4 separate regions of the Sus scrofa genome follow, and all the other regions are linked to region 1. Evidence: chromatin contacts called from public Hi-C data. All regions are on one chromosome and are shown on one strand. Each heading gives the region's core, a stretch centred on a gene start, on an enhancer-like site or on the middle of the called end of the contact. The rest is flanking DNA. Distances are from core to core; before and after follow the strand shown.

Evidence for each region. A called contact is a pair of places that touch in the nucleus more often than the background predicts.
Region 2: a Hi-C map of liver shows a contact between it and region 1, with 6 times the contacts expected there. The contact joins two enhancer-like sites. A contact is called at or near these places in 1 of 47 Hi-C or Micro-C datasets (liver) and 2 of 2 datasets of contacts at active chromatin or transcription factors (alveolar macrophages and skeletal muscle).
Region 3: a contact with region 1 is called in a Hi-C map of liver, with 12 times the contacts expected there. The contact joins two enhancer-like sites. A contact is called at or near these places in 5 of 47 Hi-C or Micro-C datasets (alveolar macrophages, heart right ventricle, liver and 2 more) and 2 of 2 datasets of contacts at active chromatin or transcription factors (alveolar macrophages and skeletal muscle).
Region 4: a Hi-C map of mesenteric adipose tissue shows a contact between it and region 1, with 2.1 times the contacts expected there. The contact joins the promoter of ETS2 here to the enhancer-like site in region 1. A contact is called at or near these places in 1 of 5 promoter capture datasets (skeletal muscle), 11 of 47 Hi-C or Micro-C datasets (alveolar macrophages, blood, fetal heart ventricle and 8 more) and 2 of 2 datasets of contacts at active chromatin or transcription factors (alveolar macrophages and skeletal muscle).

The regions. Positions count from the first base shown.
Region 1 is chr13:202,717,531-202,721,888 of Sscrofa11.1, reverse strand. No RefSeq gene overlaps it. Among named protein-coding and RNA genes, the nearest start is that of PSMG1, 56 kb to the left of the region's middle. Within about 2 kb of position 2,943, at least 29 of the 83 cell types and tissues checked have an H3K27ac peak or open chromatin away from gene starts, as enhancers often do. A contact at or near this core is called in alveolar macrophages, liver, mesenteric adipose tissue and 4 more, where this site is marked.
Region 2 is chr13:202,499,242-202,503,476 of Sscrofa11.1, reverse strand. No RefSeq gene overlaps it. Among named protein-coding and RNA genes, the nearest start is that of ETS2, 37 kb to the right of the region's middle. Within about 2 kb of position 1,811, at least 13 of the 83 cell types and tissues checked have an H3K27ac peak or open chromatin away from gene starts, as enhancers often do. A contact at or near this core is called in liver, where this site is marked.
Region 3 is chr13:202,574,232-202,578,607 of Sscrofa11.1, reverse strand. No RefSeq gene overlaps it. Among named protein-coding and RNA genes, the nearest start is that of ETS2, 110 kb to the right of the region's middle. Within about 2 kb of position 1,592, at least 21 of the 83 cell types and tissues checked have an H3K27ac peak or open chromatin away from gene starts, as enhancers often do. A contact at or near this core is called in alveolar macrophages, liver and skeletal muscle, where this site is marked.
Region 4 is chr13:202,461,856-202,466,001 of Sscrofa11.1, reverse strand. ETS2 (protein C-ets-2) reads right to left here and starts at 1,661. Exons shown (of 10, transcript XM_021070986.1): 1 at 1,434-1,661.

The DNA of each region.
Region 1 (4,358 bases), core at 1,694-4,193:
TCAGCCTATACCACAGACACAGCAATGCCAGATCCAAGCCATGTCTGTGACCTAAACCACAGCTCACGGCAACGTCGGATCCCCAATCCACTGAGCGAGACCAGGGATCGAACCCGCATCCTCATGGATACCCATTGGGTTCATTTCCATTGAGCCACAATAGGAACTCCCCCAAAATAGACTTAAATGTGTTTTTATTGAAGTATAGTTTATTTATAAGTTTGTGTTAGTTTCAGCAAAGTGATTTCAGTCAGTACAGCAAAGCGATTCATTTATATATATATATTCAGTTATATATATATTATATATGCATATATTCTTTTCAGATTCTTTTCCATCATAGGTTATTGTAAGATATTGAATCCAGTTCCCTGTGCTATGCAGTAGGCCCTTGTTGGTTATCTGTTTTATATATAGTTGTGTATCTGTTACTCCCCAACTCCTAATTTATCCCTACCCTACTTTCCTGTTTGGTGACTGTAAGTTTGTTTTCTATGTCTGAGTCTGTTTCTATTTTGTAAATAAGTACATGTGAATTATTTTTTTATATTCCACACATAAGTGATATCATATGACATTTGTCTTTGTCTGATTTACTTCACTTAGTATGACAATCTCTGGGTCCATCCATGTTGCTGCAAATTGCAGTATTTCATTCTTTTTAATGGCTGTGTAATATTCCATTGAATATATATATGTACCGCATCTTTATCCATTCCTCTGTTTTTTTTTTTTTTTTTTTGTCTTTTTAGGGCTGCACTTGCAGCATATGGAGGTTCCCAGGCTAGGGGTCGAATCAGAGCTGTAGCTGCTGGCCTACACCACAGCCACAGCAATGTGGGATCTGAGCTGTATATGCGACCTACACCATAGCTCACAGCAATGCAGGATCCTTAACCCACTGAGAGAGCCAGGGATCAAACCCGCAACCTCATGGTTACCAGTTGGATTTGTTAACCACTGAGCCATGACGGGAACGTCCATTCCTCTGTTGGTAGACATTTAATTTGCTTCCATACCTCGGCTATTGTGAACAGTGCTGCAGTGAACATTGGGATGCATGTATCTTTTCAAATTTGAATTTTTATCCAATATAGACTATTTAAAAAATGTTTTTATGGCTGCACTCTCGGCACATGGAAATTCCTGGTCTAGGGATTGAATCCAAGCACAGCTGCGACCTGAGCTGCTGCAGAGGCAACGCCAGATCTTTAACTCATTGCATCATGAGGGACCGCCCCCAAAGAGACTATTTTTTAAGGTAGTTTTAGGTTTCTAGCAAAACTGAGCAAAAGTACAGCGGTTTCCCACATACTCCCTGTCCCCACACACCTACGGCCTCCCCAAAATAACAACATCCCCCTGCCAGTGGTACATTTTTTTACAGCTGATAAACCTACACCGTGCCTGGCCCAGAATTCGCTTCAGTCAATACTGTTGGACACGTGTATGCTGAGTGAAGCCTTGGCACTTGCGAGATGCTGAGGCGTGCAGAAGAATTCTAAGTCACCCTATACACAGAGGGGCGGTCACTTTGTCCTGATGAACTCATCAGGGGACACGTCCTGCCGGGGAGGGTGATCCCCTCATTGGGCTGTCAATCGCCAGGTGACCAAGGAACAGGGCTCTTTACAGGCGGTAGCAACCGTCGCCCCCCGCGCTGTAAAGGGGAAGCCGTGTCACACACCTTCTGGCTCCTCAGCCGAAAGCCAATGTTCCTTGGCTCTGGCTGCGATGGGGCGTTTCACGATTTTTGAGTCTAATTTAGGAACTTTATGACGATCAATTAATCTTTCTTTAAAAAAAAGATCCAGTTCATGCAATGGTGACTTTTTTCCCTGAGAAAATGGAGAGGAAGCTTGAAAGTGATTGAAAGGATTTAAAAAAGATGGGACGATTTTTCTCTAAGGAAGCTTTCTTATGTATTGAATGGCTAAAGGGAAGCTATCTGTTGCCATAGGGATGTCTTGGGGGTGGGGGTGGGGGTTGGTGAAGACAGCGTGTCAAGGCAGCCGTGAAATGTCCACCAAGATCCTGCAGTGCGGCTCCTTTTCTGCCCTCTGTCTCTTGTGGCCGCCCCTGGGTAAGCAAGGAGTGAATGACTCCAAGTGTTTGGTGGTGTTGCTGAAGGAGTTCAGAGCTGGGCTCTCCCTCAGGGTTCATGGCACTTATATCTGATTTGTTAGATGTGAGTTTCCTTGGGACAGAGATGGGAGGCTTTGGGGGCCGAGGCCACATTTCCTCTTAGGATGACTTTTGACCCTGTCCTTTTCCTGGGGGTCACTGACACAATACCTCCCTAGCTTGCCCCGGGTCAGTTTACTCCACGAATAATTAAGCAGGGCTTGCTATTGGCAAACCCAAGCCCAATTTGGGGCTGACATGTGCTGTTGGCTTCTGATCAATGACTCTGGCTCCCCCCCACCACCTCCCAGGATTTTCTGGATTTCTGAAACTTTGCTTGGGAACAGTACCGTGGGGCTGTGATAACACGGCTTTAGAATCGAGCTCTCTAGAATCTGCATGCCAAATGGATCTAAAAATCAGATGCCATGTTCTGCTCGGTGCTGGCCTCCATCTGCCCTTCCCTCTGAAGCTCTCTTTTCACCCGTGGGGTTGAGCTGGACCCCAGTCTGTCATCCTGTCTCTTTTGATCTTCCTCGCAGGTTTAAGACGGAGACAGGTTTTGTACCGAGCCTCATTTTCACTTTGCAAAGAGGTGTGCTGGGAAGTCGATGGCAGCGTGATGTCAGGGACACTTTAATTCCTGGGCCCTGGCTTAGGTGAACGGGGAAAGTCTCCAGATGTTTCTCTATTGGATTTTCACCACAGGGACGCGGAGGCCTCCCCTGTGCGTGCTTAGCACGGACACTGTAATTAGGAGGAGAGATTGGCAGGGGTCACTGACAGCTCTGCTCCCGGGCGTAATGACCAGCTGGCCCCAGTGGTACAGAAGCGCTGACACTTCTGCTTCTGATGGAAACCAGATGCCCACAGGACCCGTGTAATTGCAGAAAGCCTGGTTAGCAGGCTGGGGCTCTGCCAAAGAAGGCACACGGGGGCAAGGCAGGCTTTGTTGTCCTCTTGTCTTTAAATGAACCCTCTCCTCAGAGCTTTGAAATCCTGACCTAGACCTTCGGTGGGTTATTCAAGGAATCGGGCCAGCCATTTCTGCTTTTCCTTACTCAGGAGGGGACAGGCTGGCTGAGTAAGAGGTTACGTTTACTTTTGCTTTTGGAACGAGTGCTTCGTGACTTTGCGACACGGGTCCTATGTGGACTTGGGGACGCCCTCAAGGGTCGTGTCTTACTGGACTGGAGGGGGTCCAGCCCACGGGGGGCCCAGGACACTTTAGCAAGAAAGGAAAATTGCAAGCTCATGTTTATTGCTCAACCTGGGACGCTTACCAGTCTTGTTTGATCTCCCTCAAAGTTGACTTCCACTTCCTTTGCTGGACTGTTTTTCTCACTTCCCTAAGATCTTGTTAAGGCCACGGGAAAAGGAACACATTGTTTCTTTGCCAGAGGTCATCTTTTGCAGAAGCACATTTGGCTTTCAAAGGCCCTGCGGTTCCTGGCCTCGATGAAGAAATGCGCTGAGCTGGTGAACTTTTGAGGCGAATGATCCAGAAAACGTAGAGAGGGGCCTTGGGAGGCAGGACAGGCCTGCACATATTGAGGCAGGAAGGCCACAGGTGGTGCGGGGCAGGGGCGGGGGAGATGCTGAAATCAGGAGAGGTTCCAGCCGCCTTGATGTTGACCATGAAGGCGGGAGGGGAGGGAGCCCAGGCCTCCCTCTGCAGACTGGACCAAGTGACCCGCGACAGTGGGTCTTCTTTCTTTTCGGGGTCTGGTCATCTCAGGGCCCAAGTCTTGACCTGACTTTTAAGAACCTCCCTTTCGGAGTTCCTGCTGTGGTGCAATGGGATTGGCAGTGTCTCTGCAGCACCAGGATGCAGGTTTGATCCCAGGCCTAGCACAGTGGGTTAAAGGATCACACATTGCCACAGCTGTGGCGTAGGTCTCAACTGTGGCTCGGATCAGATCCCTGGCCTGGGAACTCCATAAGCCATGGGGCAGCCAAAAAAGAAAAAACATCCCTTTCACAGCCCAGGGGCCTGTGGGGGTGGGGTGGGGGTGGAAACAGCTCCATGGTTTGTATGTGTGGTTCAAGACTTTGCAGGATCCTGTTGCCTGTCTTGTGTAGCCCCCATGGATCTGCCTCAATGTCTGGGTCACCTTCTTTCTGCGGTTCCTGTGCTCCATCTAAGGGGGCACCTGGTGTGTTCTGGACCCTCCTGGTCTCTGCAGCCAGCCTTTCATTGTCTGGGTGCCCTGGCTACCATCCACGCCCAGCAG
Region 2 (4,235 bases), core at 562-3,061, 220 kb after region 1:
AGATACAATAAATAAAGCAAAAACTAAGCACTAGGCAAATCAACAATTTTAGTTGTAAATTTTAGCATTCCTTTCTTAACAATTTATAAAACAAGTAAACAGAAACTCAGTAAGGATATTATTCACCAACTTGACCTGTCATAAAAATGTCTACTCACACTGCAAAATATCCATTCTTTTCAAATGTACATTGAACATAACCCAAGATAGTTCATGTGCTGGGTCACAGAATAAGCTTCAACAAATTTTAAAAGGATTGAAATCATTCAAAGTTTATGCTTTGCTTACCGAAACAATTTAATAAGAGGTCAGGGATCTGGCATTGCTGTGGCTATGGTGTAGGCCAGCAACTGTAGCTCCAATTTGACCCCTAGCCTGGGAACTTCCATATGCCAAAGTGCAGCCTTAAAAAGCAAAAGAAAAAAGAAAAACAAATCAGCAACAGAAGAATATCTGGAAAACCTTCAAATATTTGGAAATTAAACAGCATACTTCTAAAATAACCCAGGGGTCAAAGCAGAAACCACAAGAGAGATTAGGAATATTTGAACTAAATAAGAATTAAAATACAACATAGCAAAATTTGTAAGATATAGCTTTAAAAAATGAATTAAGGACTTCCTTTCGTGGCTCAGCCATTAACGAACCTGACTAGGATCTATAAGGATGTGGGTTCCATCCCTGTCCTCTCTCAGTGGGTTAAGGAGCTGTGGTGTAGATCACAGACAGGGCTTGGATCCCATGTTGCTGTGGCTGTGGGGTAGGCTCCAAGTCGACTCCTAGCCTGGGAACTTCATATGCCTCAGGTGTGGCCCTAAAAAGAAAAAAAAAAAAAAAAAGAGAATTAAGCTTCCATCTTAAAATGCAGGAGAAGGAAAAAAGAAAAATAAATACAAAAATAGGAAATAAACATAAAAGTAGAAATCAATGAAATAAAAAAACAATAAATAACCACATGAGCGAAAACCACGTCTCATCTTTGAAAAAAAAAATTACTCAGTGGAAATACAGTATTTCTGATGTTTTAAATGTTATTTTTAACAAGCAAGAAAAAACCCAAGCATGATTCTAATATGTAGAGAAAATTACGTGATACTTCGGTATGTATTCTTCCAGGAATTTTTTTCAATGCTTAAATTTATATTTTTTCCTAAAACAAATATTGAACATGTGCTTTGTAAACTATTTGTTTCACTTAAATGTATGTGATAACCAGATTTTTGTGCCATGAAATACACCTATTCTTACTTATTAATTTCATGAAAGAATTGAATTTAATAAATATTTATTCAAATTTCTTCTTACAGATTAAAAAAATAATGAAATTCATAAAACTTCAACTAGACTTACTCAGAAAAAAAAGAGAGAAGACACAAATTACCACTTCAGGAATGAAATGGAGGCATCACTACAGATACTATAGCTTTTAACATGATAATAGAAAATAAGAGCAATATGACTCCAACTACTTCGATAATGTAAATGAAATGATAAAGTATTTGTCCCACTATTACTTTGGTTGGATTTAAGATAGTCCTTATTTTTAAGATAAACATGCAGAAATATCTGCCATTTCAAATACTCAAATGGTTCCGCACAACTTTGACAACTGGCGAGTTGAACTTTTGAATCTAATTGGTGGCTGTGAGAATGTTCACCCTTTTCTTCTTTGGTCTTGTCTGCGTATTCGAACATGTTCGTAACACAAAGTTGGGAAAAAGAGATCAGGCATCAAAGCTTTCAGCAGAAAAGCTCTCACACCAGATTCTGCATTTGAAATCGGCCCATGGTAGGAAGGGCAGAGTTTTGCCCAGAGGGCGGTGTTGTGAACCTTCCCTCTGTGTCAGGAAGAAGCTTCTTGATGGGGATGCTGGTGGACCCTGGAACATTTTGCAAGAGGAACACGGAGAAAAGGACCTAAATCACTGGGCGACCAGTCTTGCCCTTTCCCCAGGAGCAAAAGCCAACAAAAATATGTAGTAGCTTAATCTAGAGGTCCAGCTACCAACAACAACCTTTAAAGAGCCTCGGGGGCAGTCAGCCATGGGCCTTGCTCTGTAAACAGAGGCCTGACATACTTGATCCCTCCCAGAGGTTGGAAAAAGAGGGCTTGGCTCACACAGACATGAAACTTAGCCTAATTGGATACTAATTACTCATAAGAGCCTTGTTTACCCAAACGTCCCGTAAACCAGTTTGGTATGAAATAAGAGCAGGCAGAAGGAAGCAGAATCACTGCTAGGAAAATGACACCAATAGGCTTATTCAATCCCGAAAGTCCTTTTTTTTTTTCCAGAAATGTGATTGCTAATTGCACAAGAATAAACAATACATGAGTTGATAAATGCCGTGTTAAGGGCTGAGAACAACTTTTCTCCATTCCAAAGGAGCTGTGTGTTTACAGTGAGTGAAACTGAAAGTCAGAATAGTTGGCCTTCCAGAGTCACAAGGGATGAGACAGGCAGAATTCCCCGTGTTTCCATCTTACCGCTTTACGAGGAGAGGATCTGTCAAGGAACCGGACTATCGCTTGGTTACCATTTTCGTCAAGTATAAGGAAGAGGCCTGGTGATGTGAGTTTCCTCTTGGCCTTGGGTCCTGGCTGATGTTTGGGCATCCAGCCACCCTCTCCATCTGGGCCCAAACCTGCGAGGGAGCCACGGGGAGGAACAGCATCAAGACTCTCTTGCGGGATGAAATTGAACCACTTTCTCCCCTTTTTCTCATGAGGACTTTGTTCAAGAAGTAGAGCATCTCTGTCATCGATGCTGTTATAGACACCAGGTGCAGTGAAAAGAAGGCAAAATAGATCACTACTTTTATGCAGCTCACTTTGTGATCGATGGCATAAAATCAAAAATACTTATTATTATTATTATTATTTTGGCTGCACTCACGGCATGCAGAAGTTCAGAAGTTCGCCAGCCAGGAATCGAACCCACACCACAGCAGCAACCTGAGCCATAGCCATGACAAGGCCAGGTCCTCAACCTGATGAGCCACCAGGGAACTCCCAAAATTATTTAAATAAGAAAAGAAAGATGTGAGGAAGGCTTTGGACTTAGAAACTGTGGGCTTTCATCCCAGTTTTGTAGCTTGCTTGCTGAATCATGAGACCTTTGCACCCCCCCACCCCCTTTAGACCTCAAGGTCTCATTCATTGGAGTGAAAACTTGACCAAATTCCCAGTAACAACCCTTCCAGCCTGACCTTTGTAAGGGAGATCTGAGTACGGCCCAGTGGAAAGAATGTGGGCTTTGGAGTAAAACACTTGTGTTGCTCACTTATTAAATCTCTGATTTTTTTTTTTTTTTTTTCTGTCCATACCCATGGCATGTGCAAATTCCCGGGCCAGGGATCATTGAAAGCCGAGCCACTGTTGTAACCAGAGCCACAGCAGTGACAACACCATATCCTTACCCTGCTCGCCACAAGGGAACTCCTTAAATCTCTGACCTTAAGTCATTTAACCTGTCTGAGTTTCAGTTTTCTTGCTGCAAAATGAGATGACGTGTGCTCACATGAGCTCCACCTCCGCTCCTGATACTCCCTCCTACCTGGCTGGTCCCCGCCAGGAGTTTACGTGTGCACAAGGTTTTGCAGTGTGAAGACAATGATAGTTTTGGTTGAAGTAACTAAGAAAGTGGGCAATGTCCCCCCCAGCCTCACTGTCAGCCGACGCCCAGCTCAAGAAGGTTCACCACCGAAAAGGCAGCTCACACCCCTCCCTCACTCTGACCGTCTTTGGTCCGAAGAACTGGAAAACATCCTTCAAATGAACAAAATTTCTGCTGGCACACACATTCACTATCCACGCTCAGTTCACGGTCCTTTTGGAAAATGCGTCCATCTGAACCAGTCAGGGCCACTGGCACGCCGCCCGTCCTGGCTCGGAGAGATGTAGCAAGAGGTGCAGAGGCAGGGCAGCGGTTGCCCCTCGAGGTGGGCATGGCAAAGGCCGGCCCCTGGGGCCACGTGTCAGGGGATGGCTCCCTGCGACCACAGTCAGCTCATCCCTCGGGCCTTAAGGTGCGCCTTCGAGGGCAAAGCTGGAGCAGTGGTCCAGCGGAACACAAAATTTCTCGTCAATGCCAGAGCATGCTCAGTGTTTAACCACGCAAGACTGGGATCCAGAACTTACCGAGAATCTGCACAAATCACTAAGAAAAAGACAAACCAACCAATGGTAAAATGGGCAGACGTCCCAAGCTGATGCTTCACAATAGAGTGTATTG
Region 3 (4,376 bases), core at 343-2,842, 140 kb after region 1:
GTCCCTTGGCTTGTGGCCGCATCACTCCAGTCTCTGCCTTCATCTCTGTCTTCTTCTGTCTCTTACAAGGATGCTTGTTGTTGGATTTAGGGCCCACCCCAGACCTGAGGTGACTGCACTTGGATGTCATGAACTGAATCATGTCTGCAAATGCCCTTTTCCAAAGAAGGTCATGTTTCCAAGGTCAAGGATGAGGATGGAGACGTAGCTTAGGGGAGGGGGACCATTCACTCCAGCCACACCAGCTGCCGGGCTTGTGGCAGCGCTGGTTAACATCCCCTCCTCCCCCCACCTCACGGCAACTCAGAGCATCCCAGGTGCTCTCCTAGGTTTTACTGGGCAAACTTCTCGCCCTCATTTTCACATGAGTCACGCCTGAAAGTCCTTCAGCTCAGAAGAACAGCATTTTCAGAAACACGATATCAAATTGTATTCTGTTAATTGGAAAACGGTTCAAGGAATAGGTGCAAAACCCAGGTTAATCATCGCCCAGGTTAACTGAGGTAGCACCTGCTGGGATATTTGCTTTGGACGGCTTTGCATTTGAGGTTGGAGCTTAATTGCCTCTTCATTTCAGAGGATCAATACGTTACTTGTTTAAAAGAAATACTTGCACAACAAGGTCCTTCTGGATAGCACAGAGAACTATATCCAATAACCTAGGATAAATCATAATGGAAAAGAATATATAAATATTCTTATATAAAAAATATATAATATATACAATAAATATATGACTATATATAAAATTCATGTATATATGAATGACTTTACTGTACAACAGAAATTAACACCACATTGTAAATCAACCATACTGCAATTTAAAAAAAGAAAAAAAAATACTTGCAAGTCCTGGGAATAAGGAGGGAAACTTTTCTCCATGTTGAACTGCTCTATTTTCTCTTTTATTTTATTATTTTACATTTTTAGAAATTAAAGTATGGTTGATTTACAATGTCATGCCAGTTTCTGCTCTGTAGCATAGTGACTCAGCCATACTCTTCTTTTTCTCATATTATCTTCCATCATGTTCTATCCTAAGAGACTGGATAGAGTTCCCCATGCAGTACAGCAGGACCTCATGGCTTATCCATTCTAAATGGAATAGTTTGCATCTACTAACCCCAAACTCTCTGTCCAGCCCACTCTCTCCCCCCTGCGCCTTGGCAACCACAAGTCTGTTCTCCGTGGCTGTGGGTTTGTCTCTGTTTTGTAGATAAGTTTCTTTCTGCCATATATTAGATTCCATGTATAAGTGATATCATATGGTATTTGTCTTTCTCTTTCTGACTTACTTCACTTAGTCTGAGGCTCTCTAGTTGCATCCAGGTTGCTGCCAATGTTATTAATTAATAAGCCCTGCATGATAAAACCCCAAAGACCTTGAAACTTAGCTTTTACTCATTTCTAATCATGATCTCAAAAAACAGCCCATCTTTAGCACAAACGGGAATCAGTTTACATGTTGTGGTCCGGGCTCATCCCTCTTCCAGGGTCAGCCGGTTCAGGGTGGCCTCAGGGCAGAGGCAAACGTGTGACCCACGGCCCCTGCTTTCAGCTCGTTGACTCCTGCATCCAAGTGTTCTTTCCTGTTAGTAAACAGAGATCGTGACCTCATCGCGGCTGCCGGGAATCACATGGCCACCGACCGCTCTGGGCGCCTGTCAGCACGGGTCACAGACACAGATGGGGACTCTGCCACCCCCGGGAGACTTCCTGCTGAGACTCCCAGGTCTGGACATGGTCCAGGGCTGAGGGGGAGGAGGCAGGGTCTGCAGGGGTCACTGCGGTCTCTCTGCCCATCATATATCACACCCCTACCCACACCCAGCGCGACCCCACTCCCCTCTCCACCCCCTTGTGCCCCCGCCATCCTGCCACTCTCCTCTCTGGTCCCCCAGCTGCCCGCTCCCCTCAGCCAGCTCTGCACCGAGGGAGCCTGGAGGGAAGCAAGTCCTTGCTTCCTTCCCACAAAGCAGTGGCTCCACATCACTCATGGATGAGCTGGCCTCTTGCTCCCTCTACCTGAAGGGACCCCTCTTCCTGGACAACCCCTGGCTCCTCTGCACCTCATTAAGCTCTTTGCTCTAAGGCCACCTTCGTCCCCCACCCCCCAGTTGCAGCCCCTACCCCAACCCCTTCTCCCCAGCACTGGTTTTTTCGAAGTATAGTTGATTCACGATGTTGGGTTAGTTTCTGGTGTGCAGCAAAGCGATTGGGTTTTATATATGCCTCTGTGTGTGTATATATATATATACTTCGTCATTACAGGTTATTATGAGATATCGAGTATAGCTCCCTGAGCTACGCAGTAGGTTCTCATCAGTTCTCTGTCATATATAGAGTAGTATGTATCTGTTCATCCCAAACTTCCAAGTATCCTCCCCTTTTCCCCCTCTGGTAACCGTAAGCTTGGTTTTCTATGTGGGTCTATTTCTGTTTTATAAATAACTTCATCGGTATTATTTTTTAGATTCCACATATAGGTGGTCTCTTATGATATTTGACTTCCTCTGACTTATTTCACGTAGTGTGATACTGTCTCGGTCCATCCGTGTCGCTGCGAATGGCGTATTTCATTCTATGTGACGACCGAGTAATATTCCATTGTGCATATGTGCCACATCTTTATCCAGTCCTCTGTCAATGGACACTTCGATTGCTTCCATGTCTTGGCTACTGTGAACAGTCCCAGCTTGCTTTATCTCAGAGCGCACCACCAGGTGATAGGGTTTTCTTAGCATGTGCCTCCCTGACCCCCATTGGATGGAAGCTCTAAGGTCAGAGTGAGTTTGGGGCTTTGCTTTCTTTGGAAGCAGAGAAGCAAAGCCCCAAACTCATTTCCCTAGTGCCCACAGCCAATCCCCGTGGGCGCTCAGTCCTACGGCTGAAGAGAGGGAGTCAGTATGAACCTGCAGGAATGAACCAAGAGCAGCAGTGGCCACTGTCCTGTCAACCGATCTGTTCAGAAACAGACTTGTCACTCCTCTCCGAAGTGAGTCAGCTGCTTCGGGGCCTCACAATTCTTCCTCCCTTCTCGCCCACAGACTTTTTAAATAAATGATGAAAGCCTGGGTCACGTGCAACCCCTGTGGGCTGTGTGCTCTTCCAGCCCTGCGTGTGGCACTGACCATGTAATTTTCCATGCACTAGTTGAAGGAGGCGGTAGATTGCCACCAAGAAAGAGGAAGAAACTGGTGGTGATGTTGACAGTGGGACCTGACTGGGGAAACCCAGGGGTGGCCAGGATTTAAAGCCACCTGCTTCCAGCAGGTGCAGAGCCTCGACTTAGAAGCACCAAAACAGAATGTATTTATTACCCCTTATCTAAGACTACACATTTGCAGTTGACCCTGCCCCTACATTTATTCCTGAGAAAAGCAGCATTGTCTATGGTGTGGCTTGAATAACGGTCTGTGGCGCGGCTTGAATAGACACACCACTTTCATTATCTGTGGAGCAGCTGTCCACACTCACCTTTCTAAAAAGTGCTTCTAACAAGCCAGCCACCAGACAGCTAGGACCCGCCCACAGGATTCTGATTTGATTGGTCAGGCGGATGCTGGGCATCGGTAGTTTTAACCCCTCCTCCCCTCATCTGGTGGATCCTATGTGCAGCCGTATTGGAGAGCAATGGACTCAGTGAATCTGGGTCCACGACGCAGTACGACCATTCCTTTCTTTTTTTTTTTTTTTTTTTTTTTTTGTCTTTTTGCCATTTCTTGGGCCGCTCCTGCGGCATATGGAGCTTCCCAGGCTAGGAGTCCAATTGGAGCTGTAGTCACCAGCCTATACCAGAGCCACAGCAACGCGGGATCCGAGCTGCGTCTGCAACCTGCACCACAGCTCACGGAAACACCGGATCCTTAACCCACTGAGCAAGGGCAGGGATCGAACCCGCAACCTCATAGTTCCTAGTCGGATTCGTTAACCACTGCGCCACGACGGGAACTCCAGGCCACTCCTTTCAAGTGGGATGGGGAAAGCAGGGCCTTGGGGTTCCAGCCTGAGCCCATGAACACTGGTTGGCATTGGCAACGCTTCTCCCCAAGGGTTGGTTTCCTCACCTCTTCATGGAGATTTCAGGCCCTGCTTGTGGGGTTCTTGGGAATATGAACTTGATAACGAGGGGTGAGCCTCCAGGATGATGTTGGCCCCCTCCAATCAGAGCACACAGAGGTCACCTGCCTTGGGGACGCATGTCTTTAATGATTAATGTTTTCGCAGGTATATTTTGAACAGAGTCATCTTTGTGTGTGTGTGTGTGTGTTCAAGAGTGGAAACTTGGTTCATATTATCAGAGAAGAAGAGTTTGGTTGTGTCACGGATGCCTCGTCTTCTTCATTTGACGTGAAAGATAGTGGAACACTGCTTTT
Region 4 (4,146 bases), core at 412-2,911, 250 kb after region 1:
AACAACACAAACGGGAAATGGCAGCCACGAAAGGGCTGAGAAGGATAACATTTTTAAACAAGCAAAACTTGCCGGCCAACGGTACCCTCGGGGGACAAGTGATTCCTTCTGCGAGATTAGAACACGGGTTTGTATTTCGGTAAATTTGAGGAGAAAAGAAAAGAAAAAGAAAACCTCAAAACGCACTTTCGAAGATTGATTTGCTTTTTCCTTTGAAGGTTATCAATTTATAGAGTCAGGAATGACTAATTCCCGAAATGAGTGTTCAGCTATTTTCCTGCAGGACCCAGAGCGCTAACATTTATTGTACTGTGATATTATTCAGAATTTTAATAAACCTTAACTGGGAGATTTCTCTCTCTGATCGGCGGTGGTGTGGGCAGGCACAGGGCGCACAGGCGCTTCCACTGTGCGGAACAAACATCATCTCTCAGTGGTAAATTAAAATAAATTACCTCTCAATCCAAAGGGGGGACTGGCTCACTTCTTTACTTTCTAAATAAGTCGCACGTCAACTACTATTTTAGGATACCCTATAATTGAATACAGGATAATATAAAAAAATCTCTTGTGCTTTAAAAAACACACACGCACAATCGCTGTTACCTCTTCATCTAAAATGCTGTAAGAACCGGGAAAGGCAGCTTGGCGCACCTACATCCCCACTTCCGACTGGCTCCCCAGGTTCGCCTAGCAGGACCGAGGGCCCGAGATATAGAGGACCTGGGGCGCCCACGGGGGTCTCGCTCGAGCGCCAGGACCCTCCCGGCGCCTCCCTCGCCCGCCGCCCCGGCCGGGCCCTGGACGTGGCGGAGCAGGTGACCGGGGGGTTGGGATCCGCCTGTTTTCGGGGATCCGTAGCTTCCAAGGTGTTTCATGCGCCCCTAGACCCCGATCTGCCCGGGCCCGGCGCCCTCCAGTAAGTCACCCACAAACCCGGGCGCGCCGGGGCCCCTCCGACACCCTCTCCGGCGTCCCCCAGCCCCTTCGCGATATCAGGTCTCCCAGGCGCCCACTGGCAAGGGCCCCCCACCACGCCCGCGTTTCCTTTTAAGACAAAAGCAAGTGAAACAAGTCGGCGCGCCCCGCCCGCCCCAGCCGGCTCGGCGACCCCAGAACCGCGGCCCAAGTTCGCAGCCGGCTCCGCGCGTCATCGCCGGGCCCACTCCGCGCCCCACTTGCCGCCCCCAAAGCCACTGGGCCATCCATACCACGAGCTGAGCGGATCGGATCTCAGAAGCGCGACCCCTGGATCCTAGGAATAGCCGCCACCCCTCCGGGACCCCGGCTGCGCCCTGGGATCCGGCTCTCCGCGCCACCCACGTCCTCCACGCCGTTTCTGGATCCCTCGGCAGAGGAACCGGGGCCCGGAGGGCGCTCCCCGCCGGACCTGCCGGACCCTGGCCGCCCACCCGGCCCGACCCTGCTCTTACCGCGCCGCTTCGGGCAGGGCGGCCGGCGACTCGGGGCCCGGACTCCTCGGTGCGCGCCGGGGAGGGCGCGGGCGGCGGGGCCGGGACGCGGGGAGGGCGCTCGGCAGGCCTGAGCCGGCAGGGAGCGGCGGGCGGCGGGCTCCGGGAGCTCAGGGCTGGGGCGATACCGCGCTCCGCGCCGCCGCTGGAGGAAGTAACTGGCCGGTCCCCTTCGCTGCGCGCTCTTCAGGAGCCGGGGGAGGACGGAGGAGGGAGGGGAGGCGACCGCGGGGAGGGGAGGAGGGGGGCGGGGGAGGGGAAAGGCGAGAGGGGAGGGGAGAGGGGAGGAGATCGGGAGGGGAGGGGTGGGGGTGGAGAAGGGAGCAAAGTCGCGAGAGGGCGGGAGCAGGGGAGGGGGGAAGCCGAGGGGAGGGGAGCGGAGTGGAGGCGGGGGGAGGAGAAGAGCAGGGGGCGGAGCCAGTCCTTCCAAGCCCGGCCTCGCTCGGCGCCCGCTGTCACTGGGCTCTGTCCCTTGCCTGCGGTTCGGGGGGCCGTGGTGGGCCGGGGACCCCGAGGACTCGAGCCCTGTGTGTGTCCCGGGAGCTCAGAAGGAGAGTCTTTCTTTGGTTTCTTCCGCTGGTGCGGAGACTTTAACACCAAAACCTGTCCTGGCAGGACTGGAGCAGTGCTGGTGCCACCGAGCGGCCACAGGGCTTGGGTCATAAGGGACTATTTCTGGCCCAATTCTTGGACCTCTTCGTGGACTTCTGACTCTTCTGTCCTGAAAAGACACTAAAAGACATGATAGACGTACAAGGTGGGCCCTTTTCTGGGTCACAGAGCGCCCCTCTGCTCCGGGAAGCCCTGTTCCTACCGCCTCCGAGGAAGTGGCGCCCCCTAGAGTTGAGCGGTGTCTTAGTAGGAACCAGCCTTTGAAAGAGCTTCCCTGGGCTCATTCTCAGGATAATTGTCCTCACATTAAACATGAGGGAATGGGCCCTTTGGGTAAATAACTTGCCGAGTCATAGGACGTGTGAGTGGGAAATTCAGGGTTGAAACTCCAGGCTATCTGACTTCCAACTATGGTCAAAACCGTCACCCTTCCCCCCCAGAGTTTCCATTTTTAGCAGGAGATACTTGAGTCCATGGCTAGAAATGCACACATTTCCTATTCAGATTCCGGTCACATTCTCAGTATTTATTTATCTATTTATTTATTTGTCTTTTCTCTCTTTTTCACGGCACCGGCGGCATATGGAGATTCCCAGGCTAGGGGTCCAATCGGAGCTGTAGCTGCCAGCCTATGCCAGGGCCACAGCAACACTGGATCCGAGCCGTGTCTATGACCTACACCACAGCTCAGGGCAATGCCGGATCCTCAACCCACTGATCGAGGTCAGGGATGGAACCTGCGCCCTCATGGATGCCAGTCAGGTTCGTTAACTGCTGAGCCACGACGGGAACTCCTTGGAGAAATATTTAGATGCCCAGGGGTGGATAGAAAATACAATAGCTCAGCTTAGGCAAGGCCAGGGACTGCAGTGCTGTGAAGGGAGAGAGGAGCAGCCTCCCTTCTCTGTTACCAAGGTTCCCGGTTTCCATGGCAACCCTAACTCCGGAGTCATCTGGATAATTGAGATACTATTGTGCCTTAATGTTTCCAGGTACCTGAGGGTCTCCAGGTATCATCATTACGTGGGTGAGACAGGGTCTGTGGAGGCTCAAAAAACCCGGTGCTGAGAGGGTTTGTATTTACAGCAGGTTGAATTGATTCTGATGGTCTCTCTGTGTATATTCAGGCCTGGATCAGAAACCACTGATAGGTCAAGAAGGAGGTTCATAAATGGAATACAGATCCATAGTAAGTTACCATGGAGATGCAAAGAGTATGCTACTTTTTTTTTTTTTTTTTAATGGTAGCAGAAAATACTGACTCATCTGGGCTGCAGTTTCAGCTAATAGAGGGTCTTTTCCCCCAGGCTACTCATGCAGCCCTTGAGAGCCGCTTAGGAGCTTGTTGCAGACAGCCATTGGGTCAAGTTCAGTTGCCTAGAGTGGGGCTGGCTGCCTTGTCCATAGCACCTGCCCCCATACCCATGTGTGTCCAGTGCTCAGAGTTCGGGGCCCCTGAGTCCCTGAGGTCCACTAACCCTTTAGGAAGGCATCTTTCTTTCTTTAGGGGCTGACAGTGGGGGGTGGGCACAGAAGGGGCGTTACCATCACATCTGAGCTGAAAGATGTCAAAAGAAGGGGCACAGGGAGTGTCCGTTGTGGCTCAGTGGGTTAAGGACCAGACATAGTGTCTGCAAGTGTATGGGTTCGATCCCTGGCCTCTCCCAGTGGGTTAAGGATCCGGCATTGCCTCAAGCTGCCCATATAGGTCACAGATGCAGGGCTTGGATCCAGCGTTGTTGTGGCCGTGGTGTAGGCCAGCAGCTGCAGCTCTGATTCAATCCCTAGCCCGGGAACTTCCATATGCCACAGGTGCGGCCCTAAAAAAGGAAAAAAAAAAAAAGGGGCACAGGAGTTTGGAGACAGTCTGCTCCTGAAAAACTACCTTTCTCTGCTCTAACTCGCTAAACCTTGAATCAGTTCCCTCCTCTGGAAACAAGGCTGTTTACGAGACCTGAGACCTACGTCATCTGGCCATAATGGCCATTCGACATAGAACCAAAAATGGAAAGAACTTGTTCAGCATAGGGTCAAAAGAGGCTCGAAATGATATAACTACTAA